2 separate regions of the Mus musculus genome follow, and region 1 is linked to region 2. The links are chromatin contacts, called in public Hi-C maps. All regions are on one chromosome and are shown on one strand. Each heading gives the region's core, a stretch centred on a gene start, on an enhancer-like site or on the middle of the called end of the contact. The rest is flanking DNA. Distances are from core to core; before and after follow the strand shown.

The links. A called contact is a pair of places that touch in the nucleus more often than the background predicts.
Region 1: a Hi-C map of bone marrow-derived macrophages shows a contact between it and region 2, with 10 read pairs. The contact joins two enhancer-like sites. A contact is called at or near these places in 1 of 484 Hi-C or Micro-C datasets (bone marrow-derived macrophages) and 1 of 115 datasets of contacts at active chromatin or transcription factors (bone marrow-derived macrophages).

Annotation. Positions count from the first base shown.
Region 1 is chr8:35,112,214-35,115,583 of GRCm38.p6, forward strand. It overlaps Gm34419 (a long non-coding RNA gene), which reads left to right. Exons shown (of 4, transcript XR_378879.3): 4 at 625-929. Among named protein-coding and RNA genes, the nearest start is that of Gm34419, 19 kb to the left of the region's middle. Within about 2 kb of position 2,023, at least 33 of the 459 cell types and tissues checked have an H3K27ac peak or open chromatin away from gene starts, as enhancers often do. A contact at or near this core is called in bone marrow-derived macrophages, where this site is marked.
Region 2 is chr8:34,253,593-34,256,805 of GRCm38.p6, forward strand. No RefSeq gene overlaps it. Among named protein-coding and RNA genes, the nearest start is that of Gm29243, 38 kb to the left of the region's middle. Within about 2 kb of position 1,664, at least 9 of the 459 cell types and tissues checked have an H3K27ac peak or open chromatin away from gene starts, as enhancers often do. A contact at or near this core is called in bone marrow-derived macrophages, where this site is marked.

The DNA.
Region 1 (3,370 bases), core at 773-3,272, 860 kb after region 2:
AGTCTCTGGGAGCTCCCAAGGGTCCAGGTTAGTTGACTCTGTTGATCTTCCTATGGAGTTCCAATCCCTTCCAGGTCCCTCAATCTTTCCCCCAACTCTTCCACAAAACTCCTCAAGCTCTACCTAATGCTTGGCTGCGGGTCTCTGCATCTGTTTCAGTCAGCTCCTGGATGTAGCCTCTCAGAGGACAGTTATGCTAGGCTGAATTAGTCCATTTTGACATGTGGTTTGGGGATTATTAACTTCTTCTGGGAACCTCTTTTTCCTCTACTCAGGGTGTTTTGAATCTGAGATGTGCTTCCAGGAGGTCCTGGGAGCATCATCATACAACAGACTTTATTCTGAAAGATGCTTAGAATCAAGGTGCTTGTATTTTGAAAGTTCTCCAGGAGGCGTTAGTTAGGAATTGGTCTAAAGAAGGTCCCTGAAGGGGTTGAGGATTTAGCTCAGTAGTAGAGTGCTTGCCTAACAAGCGCAAGGCCCTGGGTTTGGTCCTCAGCTCTGAGGAAAAAAAAGTCCCTGAAGTTGAAGAGGCAGAACAGTGTCGTAATTATCAAAGAACAAAACCTTTGGACACCCAGGTGTGGACCCTGGCCTTGACTAAGTTGCTCCTCTTGTTGGCAGGGAGACCATATACTTGACCATCCATACTGGGAGACACATCAAAGAAGATATTAATTACATCAGGACAAGAGGCATAAATTGAAACTGTCTGGACAAATCGGTCACCTAACTCATTAGTCAAATGAGAGACTGGAGCAGATAACTCTGGGACCGATTCCAGATTTATTACTCCATAATTCATGATAACTGGGACAAGTTCAAAGTGTGTGTTCATTCCAAGTGCAGCAGAGCAGCGTGAGTGAGGTGTGGTCTCCAGGCATCGAAGCTGGCCCAGAACCATATCCAGATCACAGGCAAAAGGCTGGCACCCAAGCAAAGAGCCCAGGGGGTATGGCCCACAGGACCATGTGACCTTAGTCCAAAGGCATGGGGCTGCAGGAGCCAGACCTCAGAAGGATTTATAATATCCAGCTGCTCTTGCCACCAGAGCCCCGAGGGTCGACATCAGTGCTGGGTGAGGACTATTGACATTTACATATTTCTGGGTCATATTCCAATATGGCAGGCAGAGACATTTACACACAGTTCTGTAATCTTCCAGTCAGCTATCCAAACAGTCTGTGTGGCTACTGCTATGCGGCACAATTTAAAAGAAAAAGGGGGGGCATTTATGTTAATTCACTGTTCCAGTTAATGATAAATTAGTATACACATTAAACCATACACCTATTACCAAATTTCTAAAGCTCAAAGGGAATGATTCACCCACAGCAAGATGCTTTTGATTTTATCTTTCATGTTTTAGAAAGTATTTCTGGTGCTCTGTACTGTCTTGTGTGAAAATTCAGCCCAGTAGGACTTACGGTACCAAGAATTATTGATGAACACAGAAGGAATAAGCTCTGGGCAGTTTGGCTTTGACAGCCGCCCATTTCTACTGTATTGTATGTTGGTGAGATCTAGGTCACGTTAGACAGACACACCACAAAGCTAGCACTTTATAAACCTGGGGACGTGAGGGTGGAACCACTTGTATGTGAAGGTTTAGGCATTAGGGTAGTTAACAAAAAGAATGAGGGAGAGAAGTGGGGAGAGGGAGGAAAAGAAGATGGGGCCAGCAAATTACTGAAAGACCAGAGAAAGAGAAAGGAGGGGAGACAGTGCATGTGGGTGAATAAAAATACATGTATGTGCATTTACACACGTGATGTGCATCCCGGGGTGGGAGGGAGGAAAATCCTAGGATAGGATTTTTAGGGAGAATCTCAGAAAGTATTTGCACCAGAACACAGGGAATAGGATGGCTCAGATCAGTGCTGAAGCTCTCTGGATAGACGCTGTGCAGTTCGTATCACGTAGGTTTAAATTCTTGTTGTTTGGTAGGAAGTGACTCACTGTGGCTATGCCTCAGGGGTGTCATTAGAGGAACTGTCATTGATGGAAAGGTTCCCACCACTGCCCTGGGATGTAGCCAGCAGAATGTGAGCAGCTCGCCTCTCACAGCTGTGGCAGCATCGTGACCATCAGGACCCTTGCCTTGCACGCCCATGCAAGCCCCGTGTCCCATGGGCGGCACTCACTTAGCCCTGGGTTCTATGTGCAGCGAGATGTGCACACGCCTAGCTTAGGTATAGAATTCTTCCCATTGAAAAATGTTTTCCCTGCTAACAGATTTTTTTTATCTTTGAGTAAGAATGGCGGCAGGGGTAAGAAATGGCTGTTGTCATTTTCAGAGACACATGGCAAGGGGTGCCTGTCCCCCGGGGAATGCAAGCAGAGAAGGAGCTGAGAGGTTATCATCTGGCTCATTAAGGGACATCTCAGAGTGAGGTAGCCAGAATAGCATGTGAGAGGCTGGAGTCTCCAGGGAAAGCTTGGATAATGAATAGCGATCGCTTGCTTTTACCTGAGAGATGCTGAGCGTGTGGACTTCTCTACCCTCTACTGTACTCTGCCGCACGGTGGACTGGGGAAGGTCCTCTCCGGGCCACGGAAGTGTTTGTGGTGCAGAACAGAGTGGCCAAGAGTGACACAGAGTAAAATGGAACTCTGAAACAAAGGACAGGTAAAGATTGTACACCTACGGCTGGAGTCCTGTACACCACTCCTTGATGTTTGAGAAAGATGATATAAAGTATACGACTTTTATATAGCGAATAGTAAAGTTAGGACACTTCCGAGTGAGCAGATTAATGAGCTCAGAGATGACAGATACTAAAAGCATATACGCAGTCAGGAAAGGAGTGGGCAAATCAGTCTACAGTGCCGGGACGACCTTTATCCACTCACATCTTTTGATAAGGATAAGTGTAAATCCAGAGCCCTGCTGTCTAACTAGCCTGGCCTCATTGTGCACCTCCCAGGCCCATGGTTGAGTGGTGTAAGCCTGGGTATAGGATACCTAACATAAGACCAGCCAACCGTAACCTCGACGGTTATTTCTTGGTTTGCTGTCCATAGAGGATTCACTATGCAGCCTTGGATGTCTCTGAGACTCTCCTGCCTAGGCCCCTTGAGTGCAGAGATTACAGGCTTGGGCCACCATGTCTGACTATTTTGATTTTATTCAATCCTGGATGATGCTGGCCAGATACTCTCCCTTAGATTCCAATCTTAGAGAATCTTACCTCACTCGAGATTCAGAAAGAGCTTTTCTAGAGATAATCTAAGACAGTAAAGGAAGGAAGAAAGCAAGGAAGGAGGGAAGGAAAGGAGGAAGGAAGGGAGGGAGGGAGGGAGGGAGGAAGGAAGGCAGAGGGAGGAAGGAGAAGGAGGAGGAGATATTTAGTTCTGAGGATAACTGAGG
Region 2 (3,213 bases), core at 414-2,913:
ACTATGTAGGTACTAATTTGACCAGACTTTTTTTTTTTTTTTTTTAATTTAATCCTCTTGTCTACTCCATCTCTTTAGGAAGGATCACTTACGTGTTAGTCTTTTGACCACAATAATAAAATACTGTGACTCAGGCCAATAGTACAGAAAAGAGTGTTGCAGTAGTGGAGGTTAATAATCCAAGACCCAAGGCTCCACTGAAGTGTTGTGTGGTGTGGATGGCGGATGCCATACTTCACGATGGGAATGTATTCCCATCTTATGAGCAGTCACACCATGAGCATCCAGAATAAAGACTGCATCCTGCAGTCCCTTCTAAGGACATACCCCAAATGGCTTACAGACCTCCTGGTTAGGCCCTACTCCCAAATGTCCCACCTCCTAATAATGCCACCCTGGGGACCAATCCCTCAATCACAGAGGTGTCTTGGGATGTTACTCATACCATACTCCAAGTCACAGCAAGTTATGTTCAGGCTTTGTTACTGGCTCCCGTCTCTATTAATGCTTCCCGGGGCTTCTTTCTCTGTTTGAACTAATACTTTTGTTTTTGCTTTCCTTGGCTGAGTTGTTTTTCATAGCGTTCTGTCTCCTAGTACTGGTCACTTGTGGAGAAACCCTGCTAACTAAGGCCCAAGTCTACCGTTGTCTGGATAGCCTTCTGACCTTGCTGTAAAATGGGGGACTCCCTTTACCAGCAGGGCTTCTCCTTCTCTGACTTTGTCTGGGGAGCTCAAAACCCTCATACTGTCTACCTGTGGAGCGTCACGTAGCCTTGGTGAGATTACGGGTTCAGCTTCCTTTTTCCTTATAAGAAACCCATTCAACAAGAACCTGAGATTCCTGGAACGCCTCCCCATGCTAATGAGTTCTCTCAGTGTCTTAGCCTTCAGCCAATGACCTTTGCCCACTCTGGATATACCCCAAACTATATAACCCTTGATTCACCCTGAATAAAGTTGATCTGCCACCCCAATGCTGGTCCCGGGGATGTCTGTTATTTCTGTTATGCTCATGGGACTTCTGAAACCCTGCTCGTTGACTCTGCTCCCTTTATCCTCCTGGGCCAGTGGTCAACGACCCTGGGGAGGAGAGAGGAGACAGTGACTGATGAATATTCATTTCAAGTCAAGATCCACTTAGCACAAGGCTCACTCTGGCTGCTGCCTACTTTCCCATTCTCAGTGTCTGCTGATTCCTTTCGCTTAGTGTCATCTAACTCTACTAATATATATATATATATATGTAAAATATATATATGTATATATACACACACACATATATATATACACACACACACATATACATATAGGCCACATATAGACTACACTGTAGATCATACTTGGCTTATTACCACCCTGAAGCCTTTGTGCTCCCTGTTACTTCTGTACGGAATGCTTTTTTTCTGAGAGCTATACAAGGTCACCCCCTTCCCCGCAGACTCTGCTTATTTGTCACTGTTTTGAAGAGATTGTCACTTATTACTTCCATTCTGTTATGGTTAGATAGGAGTTGTTTTCCAGAAGCTCTTCTGTGGTACACAAGGTTCTCAGCTGGTGGTTTAATCAGGGAATCTGTGGGAACTTGAGGAAGCAGAGTTCAGCTGGAGGAAGTAGGTCACTGGGGTGAAGGTTATAACTGGCCCTCAGCCTTTGCTTTCTGCTTCCTGTTTGTCTTAAAGTGGACAGCTACTTCTGTCATCCTCCCACTACCAAGTCTCTCTGTGTCTAGAATCAGTGGAGTCCATGTCTTCAGGGTGAAGTCTTAAAAGCTACAAACCAAATTAAATCCTTCCTCCCTTATGCTTGTTTCTGTTAGGTATTTGCTCACAGTGGTGAGGATAGCAACATTTGTATATTGTCATAGAATTGATCTCATCTGTGGTGCTTTGAAGAATGGCCCCCACAGGTTTATGTACTTGAATGCTTCATCATCAGGGAATGGCACTGTTTGAGAGGGATTGGGGGTGTGGCCTTTTTGGAGGAGTTCCTCTGAGGGTGGGCTTCGAGATTTTAAAGCTCATCCTAGACCCAGTTTCCCTCTCTGCCTGCAGGTCAGGATGTAGCTCTCAGCTACTGCTCCAGCATCATGCTTGCCATGCGTGCTGCTCTGCTCCCTGCCATGACGATAATGGACTAAGCCTATGAAACTTTAAGCAAGCCCCCAATTAAATGCTTTCCTTTATAAGGGCTGCCTTGGTCATGGTGTCTCTTCACAGCAACAGAAAAGTGACTAAGACAGCATTCAACATATGGGGCCTGAAAGAATAGAAAATCCTGGAGGGTGAGACTTTTGTGTTGGTGTTCACTCTATGACTCTCATAGAGATGCTTACAATAATTGGTGAATAATTGAACTAATGCTTGCTTCGAGCCTGTCTTTTCATGAACTCTAACAAGCTGGTTTGATGTTAACATGCGTGTTTATGAATACAGCTCCAAATGTATCTATTTAGAAGCTTTTTCCTAAAACAAAACAAAAACCTGTTCATTGAAGCTGGGATGATTTTTCCTTATAGAACTCCCTTGGCAAGTTAAATACAAGTAATTTAGGTTTTTTTGTTTGTTTGTTTTTGTTTTTTGTTTTTCTTTCTTGAGAGAAAAGGAAGTCCCTGTACACCAAGGCTGGCCCCATAGTTTTTGCTAAGTTACTGTCATATCTGGGTCACTCAGGCTGATCTACAGGCCATCTCTGCCTTTCCATCCCTGCTTCATGCCTTGAAGTTTAGGCTCCACTAGTCCTGCCCTAAGCTTTGGCAGGAGGGACTCTGGTCCTGGGGTCATGTTTCAAGTCCCCTCTCTAGTTCTCCTTAGAGTTTCCCATGCCTCAAGAATGACAAGTTCTTGAGATTAAAAGCAAGTAACTAGTTAGAGCCCATGTTTTATATGTATGTTTTTATTAATTTTTAATATAATATATTTTTGATCACTTTCTTCCTTCCCCATATTTCTTAATGTTAGAATGAATTCCAGTGTTTAAGACCTCAGCATTCCCTCCATAACTTTCTAGTTCCATGGTCCTGTTAAAGAGCCTCTTGGAGTAGAATGTACTGGTGACTGTATATACACAAGTGGGCCAGAAAACAGCCCAGGTATTGATTGTTTTATGAGTGGAACTTTGCGTGGTCTGCATTGTCTCTGTGTGTGTATGTGTCTTAGTTAGGGTTTTGTTGCTATGAAGAGACACTGTTAACTACAGCAAATGGAGAAGGTTT